4 separate regions of the Sus scrofa genome follow, and regions 1, 2 and 4 are each linked to region 3. Evidence: chromatin contacts called from public HiChIP or PLAC-seq data. All regions are on one chromosome and are shown on one strand. Each heading gives the region's core, a stretch centred on a gene start, on an enhancer-like site or on the middle of the called end of the contact. The rest is flanking DNA. Distances are from core to core; before and after follow the strand shown. Region 1 overlaps LOC110260247 (a long non-coding RNA gene). Region 2 has its middle 64 kb from the start of ANKRD46. Region 3 overlaps RNF19A (ring finger protein 19A, RBR E3 ubiquitin protein ligase). Region 4 overlaps LOC110260247 (a long non-coding RNA gene).

What was found. HiChIP or PLAC-seq counts read pairs in DNA pulled down with a chosen protein or histone mark.
Region 1: a contact with region 3 is called in an H3K27ac HiChIP or PLAC-seq map of alveolar macrophages. The contact joins two enhancer-like sites. A contact is called at or near these places in 2 of 47 Hi-C or Micro-C datasets (embryonic fibroblasts and heart right ventricle) and 1 of 2 datasets of contacts at active chromatin or transcription factors (alveolar macrophages).
Region 2: an H3K27ac HiChIP or PLAC-seq map of alveolar macrophages shows a contact between it and region 3. The contact joins two enhancer-like sites. A contact is called at or near these places in 3 of 47 Hi-C or Micro-C datasets (embryonic fibroblasts and heart right ventricle) and 1 of 2 datasets of contacts at active chromatin or transcription factors (alveolar macrophages).
Region 4: a contact with region 3 is called in an H3K27ac HiChIP or PLAC-seq map of alveolar macrophages. The contact joins two enhancer-like sites. A contact is called at or near these places in 2 of 47 Hi-C or Micro-C datasets (heart right ventricle and skeletal muscle) and 1 of 2 datasets of contacts at active chromatin or transcription factors (alveolar macrophages).

Annotation. Positions count from the first base shown.
Region 1 is chr4:36,553,236-36,558,182 of Sscrofa11.1, reverse strand. It overlaps LOC110260247 (a long non-coding RNA gene), which reads right to left. Exons shown (of 4, transcript XR_002343183.1): 2 at 1,333-1,479. Among named protein-coding and RNA genes, the nearest start is that of RNF19A, 130 kb to the left of the region's middle. Within about 2 kb of position 3,067, at least 3 of the 83 cell types and tissues checked have an H3K27ac peak or open chromatin away from gene starts, as enhancers often do. A contact at or near this core is called in alveolar macrophages, where this site is marked.
Region 2 is chr4:36,462,130-36,467,477 of Sscrofa11.1, reverse strand. No RefSeq gene overlaps it. Among named protein-coding and RNA genes, the nearest start is that of ANKRD46, 64 kb to the right of the region's middle. Within about 2 kb of position 3,352, at least 8 of the 83 cell types and tissues checked have an H3K27ac peak or open chromatin away from gene starts, as enhancers often do. A contact at or near this core is called in alveolar macrophages, where this site is marked.
Region 3 is chr4:36,709,057-36,713,788 of Sscrofa11.1, reverse strand. RNF19A (ring finger protein 19A, RBR E3 ubiquitin protein ligase) reads right to left here. Exons shown (of 9, transcript NM_001038006.1): 3 at 2,690-2,834; 4 at 1,712-1,874. Among named protein-coding and RNA genes, the nearest start is that of RNF19A, 21 kb to the right of the region's middle. Within about 2 kb of position 2,443, at least 1 of the 83 cell types and tissues checked has an H3K27ac peak or open chromatin away from gene starts, as enhancers often do. A contact at or near this core is called in alveolar macrophages, where this site is marked.
Region 4 is chr4:36,580,135-36,585,292 of Sscrofa11.1, reverse strand. All of the region lies in intron 2 of LOC110260247 (a long non-coding RNA gene), which reads right to left. Among named protein-coding and RNA genes, the nearest start is that of RNF19A, 110 kb to the left of the region's middle. Within about 2 kb of position 3,087, at least 12 of the 83 cell types and tissues checked have an H3K27ac peak or open chromatin away from gene starts, as enhancers often do. A contact at or near this core is called in alveolar macrophages, where this site is marked.

The DNA.
Region 1 (4,947 bases), core at 1,818-4,317, 160 kb after region 3:
AGGTGTGGCCCCAAAAAGACAAAAGACAAAAAAAAAAAAAAAACGCATAAGACACATTTGTTTCTCTGTGTTCGATGGTCTAGGCAAGGAAGGGGGAGAGGGAGGGAGAAAGAGGCAGAGAAAGAAAATAACAACGGAAATAATGTGGATGTTAAGAGTGTGCTCTTTTTAACTTTTTTCCAAAGGCTTAAGAAAGGAAAATCACACAAAACCTTCAATCTCTCTATATTACATAGATTTCAAGTTAAAAAAGGAATTCCTGTTCTGGATCAGCAGGTGAAGAACCTGTGAGGATGTGGGTTCGATCCCTGGCCTTGCTCAGCGGGTTAAGGTGCCGGCATTGCCGTGAGCAGCTGGGTAGGTCGCAGATGTGCCTTGGATCCGGCATTCCTGAGGCTGTGCCGCAGGCTGCCAGCTGCAGCTCCAGTTTGACTCCTGGTCCGGGAACATCCATATGCCACAGGTGCAGCAGTAAAAACACAAACAAAACTTAAAAAAAAAAAAAAAAAAAAGAAAGAAAGAAAAGAAAAAAAGAATGTGGATGCTGAGAGTGGTCCTAGAGACAGTTAAGGGGGATGGTGTTAGGGATCGAGTCCCTCCACTGGCCTCTTCCAGGGCCAGCATCTCCCCACTGAGGGTAATTCAAGGGCCGCTGCTCCGACAGGGCTGACGGTCAAGATATTCAATACCTGGGACTCCAGACTGGTGTGTCTGCTCTGTTTGAACAATTTCCCCTTGACCCACTGACGTTCGCCCTTAACCTTTGCATAAGCAGTCACACTTGAGAAGTGAGAAATGAGGCAAGCAGAACCCTGGCACCTACAGACACCAGAGGTCATTGAACACAGAGGCCGGAGAGGGGTGTGGAGGTATCACCGTGCTTTGTCGTGCCGTGCCTCCCCGGTTCCGCCTCCCTGTCACAGTCCATGTCGTGTGTCCCTCTAAGGGAGCTGCTGGGAGTCCCGGGCCCACGCCTTGGTTTGGCTGTTCTTGCCCTGCAGGGAGGCCCTGCCCCAGCGCCGATTCCTGAATGTCTCTGCCCCTCGCCTGGCATCAGGTGATTCTCTCCCCTCCCTAGTTTAGCCCTTGCACAGCCAAAATGCACCATCAGATTTGATAAACGCCTTCATATCAGTTACGGATTCCCCAGACCCTCGAGGTCACATTGCACAAATAAAAATCCATCTCACTCTTCAAAAATAAACTGAGAACTTAAAGAAACAAAAAGAAAACCAAGCCAGGAACCGTGCTATGTGTGCCTAAAGTGTAACTGTTGCATAGCTCTGTAGTTGCCCGCTCACCATGAAACGGCAGAGGGTGGAAAGCACTGACCTGTGATGATGGTGTGTTGAGTGTGGCTGACTTGGCATGAGGCTTGGGGAGCAGAGGGGTCATATCACCAAACACTGGCTCAGGGCCGAGGGGCAACTAGGTGACTCCTCTCAGCTGCATTTTACTCGGGTATCAGGGATGCAAAGACTGAAAAAGATCAGGGAACAAGGTTAGAATGTCAAATAACAAGGCAAAAATATTTCACATATTTGCTGTGTAACCTGAATATTCCCAGACACGAGCCTGCGGCTACCCCAGAAGCTGCCGTAACATTAGAATTTGAGGAGTTCCCGTTGTAGCTCATGAGGTTAAGAACTTGACATAGTATCAGTGAGGATGTGGGTTCAATCTCTGGCCTTATTCAATGGGTTAAAGATCTGGCATTACCGTGGCTGTGGTGCAGGCCAGCAGCTGCAGCTCTGAGTCAACCCCTGGCCGGCGAACTTCACATCCCACAGGTGTGGCCATGTTTAAAAAAAAAAAAAAATGAATTTGAACATTACTAGGCTCAGAGAAAGGGCCAGGAGGTGAGAGGGTCTTGGTGATGTTGAGCCAGTCTTCCAAGTTTGTACTACTGCTGGAGCCTTAGTGGCTCTTAATGTCAGACTATACTGAAGAACCAGTACTGAGGGAGTTCCCATTGTGACTCAGTAGTAACGAACCTGACTAGCATCCATGAGGACATGGGTTCAATCCCTGGCCTTACTCAGTGGGGTTAAGGATCTGGTATTGCTGTGAGCTGTGGTGTAGGTCACAGATATGGCTCAGCTCCTGCGTTGCTGTGGCTGTGGTATAGGCCGGCAGTTGAAGCTCTGATTTGACCCCTAGCCTGGGAACTTCCATATGGCTTGGGTGCGGTCCCCCCAAAACAAACAAACAAAAAAACCCCTAAAACAACCCAATACTGAGAAAGAGCTCACCTAAGAGGACCTAATGGGGCTACTCAAGATGCTGGTGTTATCACACCCATCCCAGTGGCCCCTCCTCCTCCCCCTCTAGTTTTAACAGGCACAAGGCATTGTTCCTGGAGCACCTCCTTCCCTGGCTGCCTCTACCCCTTCTCTCCTGGCTTGGGCAGCCTTTCTCTGAAGCACTGTCCACGTCCGTGGGACAAGGAGGTGTGTGTGGCAGTGGCGAGGGGAGATGCATAGGGGGGCTTCCAGAGTAAGTCAGGAGCAGCCCTTGATGGGGACCCACCGGTGTTCACTACCACGGCCCCTCCCAACTCCCACCACCCCCGTCACCCGTTAGAAACTCTTTAGGGCTAAAAGGAAAAAAAAAAAAAAAAAAGCAAAAACCAAAGCCCTCACTATATTTCAAGTATAAGTATTTCCTGGGTTAAGGGTTAAGTCTAGCAACGATTTTTCATACTGTTCTCTCATTTGCTTTCATCACATCCTAGCCGAGCACAGTGGGGGGAGCCAGGAAGTGGCTGAAGGAGAGACCGGGGAGGAGGAGGAGGAGGAGGAGGGATTGCACAGGAGGGCAGGGGAGCCCGGGGCTGGGGAATGACTGCACCGACGACACGTGACTTAAACCATCTCTGGCCTGTCTCCATTCACGATGAATTCTGGAAAAAGATCTCGACTCACAGGGCCTCTACCTGATGACAAACTATCTGCAAATAGTGTTTTTCTCTGGTTTGAGATTTGGTCCCAGCTTTTGTCACCAGTTTGGTTTCAGTTTCTGGCCCATGGTTGTCTCCTTTCTCTCCGCAGCCTATATTGCCAGGGCAATGCAATCTCCGATTCTTGCGAAGCTTTCCAGCCACTGGCCACAGGGCGCCCCGCCCGCATCAAGGGCTTTCCTTGCCACGGGTCCCTTGCCTGGTGCTTCCTGGCCAGGGCGGCTGCACCCCTCAGAGATAACAGGTTAAGGAGAGCTCTCTGCACACTTCAACCCAGTGTTGTCCCTCCGCTGTGAGACCAGAGGTCACATGGCCCCTCTTTCTCCTCTTTGAGCATCTCTCCCAGACAAGAAGCCGCATGACAACCCCAGTAATGAGCACCGTTGGTCAACTTTTGGGTTATGTCAAGAAGAAGAGGAGAGAATTTAGGTCCTACAAGTCCAGAGTCAATGGCTTGAAATCCACCCTGGACACTTCTGTTCTGCCAAGTTTATTGCCAGGGCTTCCTTCCCTTCTCCCCAACCTACCCCCTCACCCCCAATCCAAGCAGCTCAGTCTTCTCCCTGCTCCCATTTTATAATGGTTCATCAACCCGCAGGGCAGTGTGCCAGAAGACAGAAGTCCTGCCTGTTCTCTCTCAGATCCAGCAGGCAGGAGTGGTTGGTCAAAAGCATAGGTCTGCACCCTGACTGCCTGCATCAAGTCCTAGCTCAGATACTTTGTAAAGGTGAGAATTTAGGCAACCTGCTTAACATCTCTGTTTCCTATCTGTGAAATGAGCATGATTTATCTACACAGAGCATTGCTATGAGAATCAAGTGGGATACTAGGTAAAACTTAGACCCTGGCACGTTGTAAGTGCCATACTAGGTAAAATAGTTTTTCCTTTAAGGATTAATTCTTGAGAGGTAGCTTATCAACCACTATTATCCCTCTGGGATCAGACCTCAACCTTAAGCACATTCCTTCCTTCTAGGGATGGTCAGTGCTCTCAACTAGAGAGTTTACGATGAATGAAATAGTCATCGAAATACCTTTAAGCCAATCCTCATTCATTCAGGCTTAGAGAACTTCTCTCTGCAACAACTCGTTTTTCAGCTTACTGACCTCCATCAGTTAGTGGCTGCCCTGAAGCGCTTCACCATGCATTAAATGATTCATTCCAGTTTCTCCACATGGTTTCCCCGTGTCTTTTTAGCCCACCCCTAAATCAGCTTGAACAAGGGCCCGGGTTCCTGGCTCTCACTGTGTTCCCTCCTGTCAAATGATTATGGCATCAGCACATCACAAAAGCACAATGGACAATTTTAGAAGAATCTACAGGAACATAGAGGTAATACAAGCCACAATAAATTGTGAAGCCGAATTTTTCTAAAGATAGCTCTCCTGATGCCTCCAAGCCCAGCTACAACTGTAGGGTTTCATCGGGCTTTTATGTTCCCATGGTAACCAATGTACGTGCAAAGCTTATAAACATATATTACGAGAGCCTGTCAGTGGAAAACATGCAGCACCAAGAGTGAGAAGAGCCAGGTCTAACCTCAGCTCTGCATTTCATCAGCTGGGTGGTCTGGGAAGCTACTTATAAGGATCTGAGCCCGGGTTTCAGACTCCGTCAGTGTTCCTCAAAGTATGTGCCTCAGGTCACCTACCTCCAAATCAATGGTTATGCTTTCGTAAAGTGCATATTCTTCAGCCCCTTCCTGAACTAGTGAATCTGAATCTCTGGGGATAGGGGCCAAGAACCGCATTGGTAACAAGATCTCCATATGATTCTTAAACACACTGAAATCTGAGACTCATGGGGCTCTATGGCGCCCCTCTAACATGTTATAGTTCTTTGCTTATTCCTGCAGGTCAGAATTTGATTGCTTTGGACTCACAGTGTCTTTGCAAAACTCCCTGCACAACACCAGGAAGAATCTGCTCTTCAGAATACACTTTCCTTACCATGTGTTTACCCAGAACTTCCTCTGTGTCAAGCACTA
Region 2 (5,348 bases), core at 2,103-4,602, 250 kb after region 3:
TGGTTCCTGACAGCACCCTATCCAGAGCAAATATCTGCTTTCTTGGACGCTCTTCAAATTCACCTAACCAAAACCCAAGTCCTCAAGTCCTTTAAAACACCATTTTTTTTTTCCTTTTGCTTTCTAGGGCTGCACCTGTGGCATATGGAGGTTCCCAGGCTAGGGGGTGAATGGGAACTGCAGCTGCTGGCCTAACCCCACAGCCACAGCAATGCGGGATACGAGCAGCATCTGCAACCTACACCACCGCTCATGGCAACACCGGATCCTTAACCCACTGGTTAAGGGATCGAACTTGAATCCCCATGGATACTAGTCAGGTTCATTACCGCTGAGCCACAATGGGAACTCCCCTCGGGTTGAGCGCTTGGACTTAAGGACCAGGAATATGAGAGGTCCCAAACCACCCTTCCAGCTGAGGTTGTCTGCATCCCGTCCCACCCTGCCTTCCAGCTCTCCTTCTCATCACTGCTCACCTAAGAGCATCGTGATGTTTCCTGCCGCCTGGGCTTTGCTGTTCCTTTCGCCACAGATGTCTTTCCACCACCCTTCACCTGGCCAACTGCTTATGCTCCTCAGCTCAGCCTCCTGACCCCTTGAGGCCAGCTGAGTGCCCTTCTCTACTCCCAGGGAGCCTGCCTCCCTCCTCCACCCTCGATCCTGGCTCTTTCTCAGGCTACATAGTATTTGTTTACTTTGTGTGCATCTGTCCATCAGTGGCCAGCTCCTGCAGGGCAGGAACCATGTTTGGTGCATTGTCGCATCCTTGGAATCATCCCAACACTCAATAAACATGAAAGTGAATTGAAAGCTCCAATCCCCCAGAGCCTGCCCTCTGACCTCTAACCAACTGGAGGAAAGTTAAAAGAGGGAAAGAAACCTTCGCTCACGTTTCCCCCTTTCAGCTTATGTGAAATCGGGGGATTCCAGGGGCTTCAGGCATGAAGCTGTAGGTCAAAACTGTCCCCCCTTGGAAACCTGGCCCCTAAGGAAAACGTAGGCTTCTGAAAAACCAGAGGTGCATGAATCAGTGTTCAGCGAATGATTCTTAAACCCAAAGTTGGGACTCGTCTCTATCTGGGCTTCTCATGCTTGACTCGGCTGATGTATAGCCTGACTAGCAAATGCGTTTTAGCCCCAGGTGAGTTCCACATGCTGAGATCCGAGCATTGGCATCACCTGGCAGCTGCTTAGACCTACAAATTCCTGGAACCCCCCTGAGTTCTACCGAATCAGAATCTCTAGGGTGCAACCCTGGCAGCAGTATAAACTCCAGGTGACAAAGACCAGGTTCCTGGAAACAATAAAAGAATGGTAAATTCTAGTAACAGCGCCCACCTAAACTCTGGATTTACATTGCGATTTCCTTACTTTCCAATCTCACGGCAACTGAAGGGAAGCCACCGAAGGCAGACTTCAGAGAGAAATGCTAATGAGATACCTGTCTGATGATGACGATAATGGCAGCAGCATCTGTGCCCCCTGGGCCTCTAACTATGTGTGTGTGTGTGTGGGGGGGGGACTTTTGTAAAGAAATAAACCCAAAGGCGGGAGTTCCTGTTGTGGTGCAGTGGAAATGAATCCAACTAGTATTCAGGAGGATGTGGGTTCCATCCCTGACCTTGTTCAGTAGGTCGGGGGTCCAGCATTGCTGTGAGCTGGGGTGGAGGTGGCAGACATGGCTCAGATCTGGCATGGCTGTGGCTGTGGTGTAGGCCAGCAGCTGAAGCTCCATTTTTTTTTTTTTTTTTTTTTTTTTTTGTCTTTTTGCCATTTCTTGGGCCACTCCCGAGGCATATGGAGGTTCCCAGGCTAGGGGGTCGAATTGGAGCTGTAGCCACCGGCCTATGCCAGAGCCACAGCAACACAGAATCAGAGCCCTGTCTGCAACCTATACCACAGCTCACAACAATGCCAGATCCTTAACCCACTGAGCAAGGCCAGGGATGGAACCCGCAACCTCATGGTTCCTAGTCGGATTTGTTAACCACTGCGCCACGACAGGAACTCCTGTAGCTCCAATTTGATCCCTAGTCTGGGAACCTCCATATGCCATGTAAAAAGAAACAAACAAACAAAAAAACAAACAAAAAAAAAGAAGTAGAAAAAAGAAATAAAATGCCCCACAGTAACTGGATTATGAGGAAGGCTCCCCCTCTTCTCTAATTAAAAAGATACATTTTGTATTATTTGTATAATAGAAAGATACATATATTCAATTAAACATATGTTATTTCACACTGTAGGGGTCAAAAGGGGATATGGCTGGGATGGTTCAGGAACCTCATGGCACCTTAGAAAACCAGAGCATTTCTCAGTGTTGAAGGGCAGGGGTAGGGCAAGCATGGAGGCGGAAGGGCCATTGGGGTGTCATTGGAACAATTTTAGTGCAAGCGACAAAAACCAAACTCCAAAGGGACCGCACCAAAATAGGCAGGAGAGAGGAAAATAATGGTGAGGAGGTGGGGCTGGGAAGGAGGGAAGGGGGAGGCAGGGAGGGAGGGAGGGAGAAAGGAAAGAAGGGAGGGAAGGAGAGAGAGGAGGAGAGGAGCTGGCAAAGACCAGCGGGAGCCGGAGCCCCGAGGCTGCTTTCAGGACTCTGTCTCCCCCAAGCCTCCATCAGCTCCACTTTCAGGCAGGCTCGAGTCTAGCGGCACCTGCCAAAGTGGCCTCTGAGCGGCCCAGCCTGGCTTATGTGTCCATCCCTGGGGCCTACAGAAGCAGAGAAGCAGAGAGGGTTGAAGTGTGTGACCCCAAGAAAAGCCCAACATGCTGCTGTCAGAAGGAGGAGAAGGAGACAGAGACAGGAAGAGCCTTAGGTAACAGCTCCAGTCAATCTGGTTCCGGGTGCTTTGGAGACTGGCTCTTAGGTGTGCCCCGGGCATATTTCAGACCTGGGCCAGGAGTTTGGATAAGACCTAGAGTGGCTGCCCTCAGAGGCCTGGGGGCGGTGGGGGAGGGCGGGGGAGGGGGGAAGATTCTTACTCACCGAGGTTCACACTGCGTGCACTGTTCTCCAAAGGAAGTGGGAATTTCCATGTGGTAAGTTCCCTTCCCTGTACAGTGAATTACTATCTTGATGAGAAACCCGTGGGCCGCTGCTTGAGAAGAAAGGTATTCTCTGAATGAGAGGGAACTTAGCACCTTGCTTTCAATGGTGACAGTGCTGGGGTCACCTCGGGGGGTGGACGGATTCATCTACAAATACATACATCTGTGCAGACACCATACTGCTGGCCTCTGCAAAACACATGCTGGGAGAACACTTCTGCTGTTCACGATGTGTTGCTTTGGCCACAACCACTCTCTCCACCACCCCCACACCCTGTGGGCTCGGGCATGTGGGCCTGGAGTTCCCCAGTTGGAACCAGACAAGAGATGAGCAGGGATTGCAGAGGTGGGGCTGGGGATGTGAGGGTGGTGAGCTGGCTGGTAGCGGCCAAGGTCCCTTCCAGGACCTCCTTTGGGCCTCTGTCTCCTAGGCTGTCTCATTCACCACTGAGTTTCTAACCTGAGCCTCCAAGGTCATGCCTCTCTCATTCTCTGCCCCAAGGTGCTCAGATTTCCTTTTCCCTGAGCCCCCAGCCAGAGCCATTGAGCAATTCACCTGTGGGTGTTCTATCCTAAAACTTATAATGCCAGTTGAATCAAGAAAATCCACATGTGGCCCTAAAAAGCAAAAAAAAAAAAAAAAAAAAAAAAAAAGGAATTCAGCTGTAATGAATCTGACTAGTATCCATGAGGATGTGGGTTCACTCTCTGGCCTCACTCAGTGGGTTAAGGATCTGGCATTGCCATGAGCTGCGGTGTAGGTCACAGATGTGGCTCAGATCCCAAGTTGCTGTGGCTGTGGTGTAGGATGGCAGCTGCAGCTCCGATTTGACCCCACCCTGAGAACTTGCATATACCACTTGTGTGGCCCTAAAAGCAAAAAGCAAAAAAAGAAAATCGAGAGCTCTGTCCTCCCAAGGAGGGGACAGAAGCACAGGAGACCCACAGTTCTGGATTCTGATTTGGAGCCAAGGGGCTCCATCTGCTGCTTCCCTAGAATCCTTCCCGACAATGACGAGCCTCCACGATCCCTGCCAGGGGCTCCAGCTGCTCCAGCGTTCCATGACAGCTCTCCGGCTCTTTCCTACCCCAGGGAAAACACGGCTCTTCCCCAGCCCTGGAAGTCCCTGCCCACCCTGGGCTCCCATGGGCTGAGGAGGTGGGAAGGGTGAGTGCGGAGCTTGGGAGCGAGACCACGCTCCCACTAGCTCCAAGAGGTTCTGCTGGGTGACCAGACCTGCTTCTGTGGCGTTCTTAGCCAGCGTGGGGCTATCTGAGAAAACTGCTCTGCCCTCAACAGATCATCAGATCCCTATTAGAGCCTAAGGGAACTACGTTATGGGTAAAAGTGACATTTTTATGGGAAAAGGTGGAGACTAATAGTAAAAAAAAAAAAAAAAAAAGTAAAAAAAAACCCCAACTTGTTATTTCCCCATTTTGTATAAAGAAACCTTTCCCTATAAATGATCCAGCAATTTAATAAATACTAATTGATAATTATTAAATGAATAAAGAAGAGGGAAAAATCTCTTCTATGGAATAATTCTAAATAGGATGTAGATATTCCGTCCTCCAGGAGATGGAGCTTAAGTCCCCTTTCTTTGAGGGTGGGCTGCATTTAGTGACTGGTTTCCAAAGAGTATATGAAAGGGGAAAAATAGCAACTTTATAGGAAAGAAACCTGGTGGACACCATCTTTATCAAGTCAGGAAAGTAACATTGCCAGTGGTAAGCCACACTGCTACCATGATCTAATGAAAACGGCAATTCAGCTCTGGGGTGTTCTACCCTAAAACTTATACTCCCAGTTGAATCAAAAGAAAACCTCAGGAGTTCCCGTCGTGGCGCAGTGGTTAACGAATCCGACTAGGAACCATGAGGTTGCGGGTTCGGTCCCTGCCCTTGCTCAGTGGGTTAACGATCCGGTGTTGCCGTGAGCTGTGGTGTAGGCTGCAGACGCGGCTCGGATCCCGCGTTGCTGTGGCTCTGGTGTAGGCCGGTGGCTACAGCTCCAATTGGACCCCTAGCCTGGGAACCTCCATATGCCGCAGGAGCGGCCCAAGAAATAGCAACAACAACAACAACAACAACAAAAAAGACAAAAAAAAAAAAAAAAAAAAAAAAAAAAAAAAGAAAACCTCAGGAGTTCCTGTCGTGGCTCAGTGGTTAATGAATCCAACTAGAAACCATGGGGTTGTGGGTTTGATCCCTGGCCTTGCTCAGTGGGTTAAGGATCTGGCATTGCCGTGAGCTGTGGTGTAGGTCGCAGACGCGGCTCAGATCTGGCGTGGCTGTGG
Region 3 (4,732 bases), core at 1,194-3,693:
AACACTACCGAGAACACTTTCAATGGAAAACTAGTTCATCGACTTGCAACCACTTGATCACAAGTTAGAGAAAAGGAGATTGCTACTGCACCTAAGACTGAACACTCAGGTAAATAATCTCTCCTCTATAAATTATTTGTAGGTATGTGCAGTACAATAGTCTCTCTTTCCCTTCTACTTCTAACTATCTAAATAGTTTTTGTTTTCAGCAAAAACTTGCTTTGGACAATTCTATAAAAAATGATTACAATCAGCTATTATGACTAGGATTTCAATAATTTAAGTTACTAAAACCTTCTGAAATAAATATTTGGTCCATAAATACCTATGTCTGTCCTTGGTCCCAAAGCTAATCTAAAAAAATATTATGCATTATTTTTCTGATTATAATAGTAACAGATGTTGGACATAAAAAAATGTTGCTGTTACATGAATGAAGATCAGCCTTGTCTTGAGTTTGGTCCCAAAAGTCAGAACTAGAATTTTAAATAAAACAATTTAAAGGGCAACGGACTCTAACTCAACATGTGAGTTTTCTAACACTTAAAGTAACAAAACGAGCTGCCTCAGGAGCTGCTATTGGTTTCCTCATCACTGAAGTGTCCAAATGCTTATTAGCTTGAATTTTATCAGGGATCTTATACAAAGAATTTATGCATCTGGGTTTAAATCCCAGCTCTGCTTCTTTCTGAGTAACTGATGATAAATTATATACATTTTCCTAAACTTCAATATTCTAACACATAAATTGCTATGAGGTTAAAATGAGTCAAAGTACATAAAACACCCAGCACACAGTTGAATTCAAAAACTGATAGTTCCCTTTTGAAAAATTCTTAAACTTTGTTCTACTTGGGTACAGGGTTGATGCTAGATCATTCCTAAAGTTGTTTCTCAATTCTGAGATTCTACTAATTTAGGCAGCGGTAGACTTTCTTAGCCACTTCGTAAATTATCCCTTTAACCTTTGAAAAAAGAATTATTATTTGCTTAGCTATTGAAGTACAATTCATTTTTTAGGCCGGTGGCAACTCTTGGGTGTTCAAACTTCCACAAAATTGCTGTAATCTACAAAACAGCATGTTTACTAATAGCAGTAATCTGAGGGAAAAAAGCTTTAAAGTCAGAAATAATTCAGGAACTGGCTAATTATTCTTTGCCTGAGGACAAATATGTTATTTATCTATTATTTTTTATAGACCTGACTTTACAAGGACATACCTATGAGAAAAATGTTAGGTACATATCCTTTAATATTTTATATGTAAAGTTGATTTATAATGCAAATTTTTACTGACATTTTCAGATTCCCATCATTTTATTTAATTTTTAATTTTAATTTTTTTTATTTCCCCAATACATTATTTTCTTTCCTACTGTACAGCATGGTGACCCAGTTGTATACATTCTTTTTTCTCACATTATCATGCTTCATCATAAGTGACTAGACATAGTTCCCAGTGCTACACAGCAGGATCTCATAATATTCTGATCATTTTAAAGCAAATCTACTTTTTAGGCATACATATAAGCTTGCCAAACACTGGAAAGTTATTATCTTAAAAAAATAATTGTTTAATATTTAAGATACTAAAGATGACCTTTGTCTTTCAAAACAAACAAACAAAAATAGAAGCAAAGCAAAACCATCAATGCTAAATCTGAAGGTTTAAAGTAAGATAATAAATTAACAAGGAAGTGAGCATTTTACCTTACGGCCCACATACACAGGAATGCCAATAATCATTGCAGGGATAGCAATGCCAGCTATTAAAGCAATTCCTACAGGAGCACCAACAAGTGTTCCCAGCTGCCACAATATTTTCTTTTTTCGGCTCCAGGGTTTCTTCCCCCAAAAAGTACATCCTGATGGACTAAGGAAAAAAAATTATAATGTAAAGTAAAAGCTGCAAAACATCACAATAACAATTTACTACCATACATTCAGCAGTGACCATAACAGAATTCTCAAACTTGAGAACGAATTTTTTCCTCCCTTTCTTTGAATTCTAAGTTCATTAAAAGCCAAAGGGAAAAAAAATAAGGTAAGAAACATCACAAATTATATTAAAAGCATACTGATAAACGGGACTCAGGTTAAATATTTATTCATATTCCTCCACTGGCTTCAAAGCTTTAGGTTATTTTAAGGGTAAATTAATGCAAAATATGCTTATTTTATCCCTGTTTTAGGCAGAGAATTATAAACTCCCTCTGTGGCCTAAATGAATACATTTATATGTGGGAAAAATCAATGAAAATATTTATGACCTAGCATAATTACATGGGGTTTTAAATGCTAGCATTCTAGTTTAACAAAAAACAAAGCCAAATAAAAACAGAAATTTCTTATTTCCTCTTTTTTTTTGGCCACACCCCTGGCATGCACTGAATCCAAGTCACAGCAGTGACCCAAGCCTTAGCAGTGACAATGCTGGTTCCTTAACCAGCTAAGCTACCAGGGAACTCCTCTATTTCCTATTTTTGACTGTTTATTAATCCCAAATGACTAGCACAATAATTGGGTTCATGTTAAATTTATATTACCAAAATAAAACAGATTCCTTTAAGTATCTTATAGATTCCAAGTTTAAAAATACTTTGGATAATGCTTTTTCCAAAAAAAGTCCTTTTCATCCTACAATACAGAATTACAGTTAGGTACAAATAGCCCCTTATATAAGCTTACCTTAGATAATGCAAATCTGAGATTTCTTTCATACACAACCAACAAAACTCACAACCACAGACAGCACATGTCATGTGATTACAGCTCCCATCATTCATCTTTATTATATAAGCAGCACATCGTGGACATGGCTTTATATCATCGGCTATTAAGAAAACAGACATGTTTAATATGTAAAACTGGTCTACAAATAACAATTTCTAGTAGATAACTGCAGCGCTGCCAAAAAAACTTAACACATACAGTGTGTTAATGAATAGCTTTACCCTGCTATTTTTAGTATATAAAGCACCTCCTTTTGAGGAAAGGAACATTTTTTACATTAAAATTTCAAATTGTAAACATTTTTTCAAACAGTAGCAGGACAATGAGAACAAAAAATAACAAAATAATAATATGAGAAATAAGGGTGTTTCTGCTGTGGCCCAGTGGGTCAAAAATCTGACTATAGTCAGCTTAGGTTTCTGTTGAGGTGTTAGTTCGATTCCTGGCCCAGCGCAGTGGGTTAAAAGGATCTGGTGTTTCCACAGCTGTGGCTTGGGTAGCACCTGCAGCTTGGATTCAGACCCTGGCTGGGAACTTCCATATGCTGCGATGCAGCCAAAAATTAAAAAAAATAAAATTTAAAACAAGAGAGAAACGAGAACCAAGGACAGCTCGAGGCAAACTGTGCACAATATAAAGTTTGTCTCTGTTCCTACCCTACAACTGTCTTCAAAGAGCAGCACTTCATGCTCTAGAACTTTTCTAACCATCTCCACTTAAATAAAAAGTAGCAATTCTGTGTATTATTCCTTTAACGAATGAACACTAACAGAAAGTGAAAATTCGATGGTAATCTGAAGCAGTGTGAGTTTACTTCTCTTTTCTAAGTAACATCAAATGTAAGCACTCTAAAAATAATAATACAGATATCTGTAGAACAGCAGCCTTTTTCTTGTATTTTAATTCACACAATATATAGATGGCCCTTGTAAAGAATCAGAACCCAGATAAAACAGAGGACGTAAGAGGTCAAGGAAGGGTTATATGGTTATAAACACTTAATGGGAAACAGTTTCAGAATTAAAGCAATCACTTGTTGATTATGCACATGACCATTTTTATTTAGTCATCTTTGTTCACTTCATTTATTTATTTAAATGCTTCATGTATGGTTACAATGCACAAAGGTGCCAAATTAAAAATCAAGTGATACATAAGAGGTATCTCAAGTTATATCACTATTTTTAACTTTGGCATATATTTAAATAGCAGCCAGTAATTATTTACTGTTATTAGTAGCTGCAGACAGTTATGATATGTATACTGCTAGTCACTGAATTTAAGCATTTGTTCCAATTTCTTACATGATAAGCATTAAGCTATACTTTATTTTTTCTTTCTATAAGTTTTATGGTCAAACTTTAGCGGTGCTTTATCAGTGATTTCAGGTTTCCTTATCATCACTTCATTTAGGGCCTGTTTTTTTTTTAACTTAAGTACTGGTGAATGCTCACAATTAGTGTTTTAATGATTCAAACAATTTCAAGCAAACTGAAAACACTATGCTGCCAGACTGAAACAAATGATAATTATTAGAATGTAAAAATTCAAACTATCCATTAAGTCATGACATAATCCAAAATATAAACATGTTTTGATACAAGAACCAAATCTGCATTAAAATTCTTTTTTAACACTGGGGCACAAATGGAAAAAAAGTTGGCTTTCATAGAGAATATCTAGTACATCAAAATAAAGAAATGGTGATATTATCTGCCTAAGTGGAATACTAATTAACTTCCTCATCCCAGAGTATTCTCAAATAGTAAATATCCCAATTAGAGATGAGAGTAGAGAGAGTCAGGCTTTGGCTCTGATGCATGCAATCTTCAGAACAAACTGAAAGATGACTGTCCCGTTCATTTTCATGGTTTTAAAAATTAAAAAAAGAGACAGGATTAAGATGGCGGAATAGGAGGACTGGTGCTCAACTTCTCTCCTAAAAACAACAAAATTCACAACAAAAGACTGAGCATTCTTCACCCAAATGGACCAGAA
Region 4 (5,158 bases), core at 1,838-4,337, 130 kb after region 3:
CTGGCAGTTGCAGCTCAGATTTGACCCTTAACCCGGGAACTTCCATCTGCAGCAGGTGCAGTGCCTTCCCCCACACAAAAAAAAAGAAGCAAGACTAAATTGGAACTCCATAATAGCTCAGAATTGTTTCTCAGATCTTAATGGAAAGAATTTTTTAAATGAAGACTCCATCCTAGAATCTTATCTTAAAGCTGATTAACCTTGAGACAAAATAGTCCCCTCACTCTCGGATAACAATGGATTTGACTCCATGGCCAAGGCAGTCTGAAGCAGTGAGAGCCTTGGTTTGTCCAGGTCTTCATGACCCTGACTTACTAGCTCTCGCTCTCTCTCAGAGTTGTTTTTAAAAGAAAAATAGGTCTGGAGTTCCCGTCGTGGCTCAGTGGTTGACGAATCCGACTAGGAACCATGAGGTTGGGGGTTCGATCCCTGCCCTTGCTCAGTGGGTTAAGGATCCCTCGTTGCTGTGAGCTGTGGGGTAGGTTGCGGATGCGGCTCAGATCCAGCATTGCTGTGGCTGTGGCATAGACCAGAGGCTACAGCTCCAATTAGACCCCTAGCCTGGGAACCTCCATATGCCACAGGTACAGCCCTAGAAAAGACAAAAAAGAAAAAAGAAAAATAGGTCCATTATCATCATGACTTTGTTAAATTCAGTGACGTGTAAACCCACAATGTGAGCCTCATAGAAACTGTCCTCAGGCAAGAGAAACCCAGCTTTGCAATAACTGCCACGCTCCATTCCTTCAGCTCCGAGCTCCAGTCCCCAAGTCCCTTGGTTCACTCTGCATTGTCGCCCATCCTAGTGCCTCTCGCCCTCTGCAGTCCATCCTGTCCACCAAGGCCTGAAGAATCTTCTGAGAGCATTGCTGACCACATGGAACTGTGCTCAATATGTAAGTAACATACAGCCCTCCAGGGCTCACTACTTTAAAACATCTCCTTGGCCTGGCCTCCCAGATTCACCAAAATCTTCCTCATCCTGCCAATTCAACCAGATTTCCCTCCAAGATATTGCTGCTGTACTTGGGGGAAAATGTTAAAGATGTTTTGTGCTCTCTTCTTTCATTCGGTGCTCTTTGCCTCTTGGCACCACCAGGTGATAAGTGGTCCACTCACTTAAGTAATATAATGGGCTCTGTGGTTTAAACAGCATCGGTTTTCCAGTGGGAATGTTAAGAACCCCAGAGAAGTTCCATACTTATGTTTAAATGCATTAAAAGATATTTGTAATGGTAAATATATATTAATTATTCACATGAAGAAATAAACCAATATACCAACTAAAAAAATAATTGAAGAAATTTAAGTACAAGCAAATCATTTCTTCTTTTTTTGTTGAATTGTGGTAAGGACACTTACTATGAGATCTACCCTCTTAATAAATTATTTTTCCTTTTATGACCACACCTGCAGTGTATGGAAGTTTGACTCCCAGGCCTGGGTCAAATTGGATGGCAGCTGAGGCCTATGCCAGAGCCACAGCAACGCCAGATCTGAGCCAAGTCTGCGACCTATGCCACAGCTCATGGCAGTACCAGATCCTTAACCCACTGAGCAAGGCCAGGGATTGAACCGGCATCCTCATGGATTACCAGTCAGATTCGTTTCCACTGAGCCACCAAACTCCAGTTTGACTCTTTTAAATATCTTTCTTTGAAAGGAATTAATTTGTTGAAGTGTTGTTGATCCTGCTTTCTATTAAATGCAAATCACTCTCTTTCCTCTTCTTTACTCCCACCAATTAAGTATTTGACTTTGAGAGATTTGTGACTTGTTTCTACTTTCATGAACATTCAGTTTATTAAAGCTGAATATTTTATTTTACCTTTTTAAGGTCTTTAAACTTAACCTATAAATCTAACTTACAAATTCTATTTGTATATATAGTGATTTTTATGTAAAAATGAGGGCAATTGCTTCTTTCTTGTTTGATTAGTGTTAACTTACAAATTTAAAAAGATTAAATTTCCGTAATTAACTACCTTTACACATGTAATTAGATTACATTTCCTAAAATATTTTTCAACCACCCTTTCATATTTAATATACCTGATTTTCTGAAACATTTCTGATGCCTGATGGGGCAATACTTACAAAACCCAGCAAGTAAATTTTTCTCCATCTCAGTTAACTTTTACGAATTGAATAAAACTTACTTGTACCTTTCATAAATTGGGTTCTCTTAAACATTCAAAGTCTAGTTATGAACATATTCAATTATTTTACAAGTTTCAAATGAAGATCATAAATCTAGTGCCAATTTATCTTTTCAGAATAAAATCAAAAGGCTAATTTGTTAGGGTCTCTTAAACAGTTCGAACCCCTTAAATAACAAATACAAACTGATGATCACAATGGTTACAAAACTTACTCCTTAAAACTTGATGAGGAAGTAATGATACTACCAGTTTGACTGGCTTCACCATCTGCATACTTTTTTTCAACATCTTTTCTGTGGAAGTAAAATCACCGTAGCCAAGGGAAGCAGGAAGGCATTTTGGGCAGGCTGGAGTTACTCAGAACTGCCATAAAGATTATCAGTAAATTGTGCAAGACTAGGATTTTTTTCCCCCAGAATGATTCTAGCTGAGCAACAGGTTACAACACTGAACTTCTTTATATAGTTGGATCGGTTCTGCCTATTGTGTCACCAGAGGGAGAGTGTGCCATGCGTCCCAGAGCGTCTTTCAAATTTCACCCTTATCCTATTTTTATCAAAGCCTCTTTCACTTTTTAACACATGGTTTGGGCAGATAGAAGTCCGCGGTCCCCCTTGGGGTGTAGCCTATCTTTTCACCAAGTGATTAGATGTAATTGAATTTTCCATCCCTCTTCAGGTTATAGAACTCTCTCTGCAACTTTTACTTCATTATCTGTTTCACTGTGGCAGAGACTGGCTGGGGCCTCACCTCACCTGTTTCCTCTTTATCCCGGGCATGGAGCTAGACTTCATTTCACAGCTTCTCCTGCAGTTAAGTACAGTCAGGGGGCTGACTTTTGGCCAATGAAACATGAGTAGCTTGGCCCATAAAACCTCCCCAGGCTCCATCATTGAGTATCTTTCCTCTTCTCCAGGCTTCATGCTGAGCAGCAGGGCAATTGTGGAAGCTGCATATTAAAGATGGTGAAGCCATGAGTCACAAAGGGTCTGGATTGGGCAAGAGCTATGTATTAATGAGGAGCATCCATTGGGGGACTTGACCCGAGTGAAAAATAAATTTCGATCATGATGTTAAAACAATTATGTTTTTGGAACTGTTTGTTATCTTAATTAAAATGCCCACTAGCCTTCATTTTTGGTCACTGAAGTGAAAATCCTTAAAGTTGGTGACAGCAATGAATAAATTTCATATACTATTAGTTAGCACTGCCTATCCAAGTCAGTGGGAAACATGAAGGGGAGGCATTGTGTACATGGTTGGCCAGTCATTCTTGCCCTTTGCGTGAAAATCTGACCTAACTAACTCATTTTTTTTTTTCAAATAGGAACTCATGCTACGACACTTGTGCACCATTTTAGATAATTTTTTAAAGCACTCAACATGACAAAAACCACCCACTGACAAATCAGCTACAATATTTGTGAGATAAAAATAAACCTATTGCTCAGTTATAAAGATTCTCAGTTCTATGGTCAGACAAAAATTTCCCCAAGGCCCCAATAAACAGGAAACTATGTGATACAATGGACAATATGCTTGACAGACAAAACAATATGTCAGCTACCCAGACTCTCTTAAACAGACCAGAGGCACGTATTCAAGGCATTAGTTTGAAAATGATTAAAAATAGAGATTTCTTTTTTCTTCTAAAAAATAAAAATTTCTTTAAAAATTTAAAAGTATACCACTATAACAAAGATCAACAATACGGCTCCCCCCTTTTTTTATTTTATTTTATTTTTAACTCTGGTTACTTCACACTTTGCTTTTGGCATTTGAGGTTGCTAAAGGTTATGGGTTTCTGAAAGTATTGTCTTTATGCTTAAAGAGGCCTGTAGGCAAACAGCTTTATGCTTCCAGACCAGTCACAGTTTCTCTTTCTTATTCTCCTACACCAACTGGTTCTGCCCTGTGTGGGTTGCAACTGCCCCAGGAAACATTTTTATCTAAATGGAGCAATACATATTTAGATTTTGAAAATGAAACTATTCATGAATGTATTTCTTTCAAATGGTTTTGTAATTCTTCTCCCATTCCTTCCCTCCCCCTACAAATTAAAACTTAAATCTCTATTTCTATGAGAAGAAACTCTGGGGGCAATTAAAAAAATAAAAAAAAAAAACTTTAGTACTGAAATCCACAAGGGAGAGAAAAAGAGGGAAATAGTGGATAATGGAAGAAGTGTTAGAGCAAATACATAATAAATCAGAGGATGGATATATAAAGAAGTTCTTTCCATAAATTGTATCAATGGTCAGTGCATTCAAGTAGCAAGAACCTGACCAAAAATGACTTCAACACTTTGGGTTTACATTTCTCTAAACACATCAGTGGTAGAAGTAGGCAGTTAATGATGTCAATTCATCAGCTCAATGATGAGATGCACCTTAATGTCTCTGTAGCTCTCTTGGCCTGTCCTTTTTTTTTTTTCTTTTTCTTTTTTGTCTTTTTGCCTTTTCTAGAGCCGCTTCCCGTGGCATATGGAGGTTCCCAGGCTAGGGGTCTAATCGGAGCCGTAGCCCCCGGCCTACACCAGAGCCACAGCAACTCGGGATCTGAGCCGCGTCTGCAACCTATACCACAGCTCACAGCAATGTCGGATCCTTAACCCATTGAGCAAGGCCAGGGATCGAACCCCGCAACCTCATGGTTCCTAGTTGGATTCGTTAACCACTGCGCCATGTCGGGAACTCCTCTTGGCCTGTCCTTATCATAACAAGATAATGGCCCCAAAAGGCAGCCTAGCTCCAGGCATTACACCACTTTCAAGGGAGGAAGAAAAGGAGAAGTGGGTCTCAGGGACAAGATTTTCTTCTTTTATCAGAAAAGCGAAAACTTTCTCCAAGTAACTGTGCCACATGGCCTTTCCTAGCTGCACAGGCTGAGAAAGGGAACGTGTCACGACTGGATATGCACAAGAGGAGATGAAAGGGCCCACTGGTGGGTTGGCCAAGCAACAGGTGCCATAAGAATGGATGAGTTGTAGAACGCAG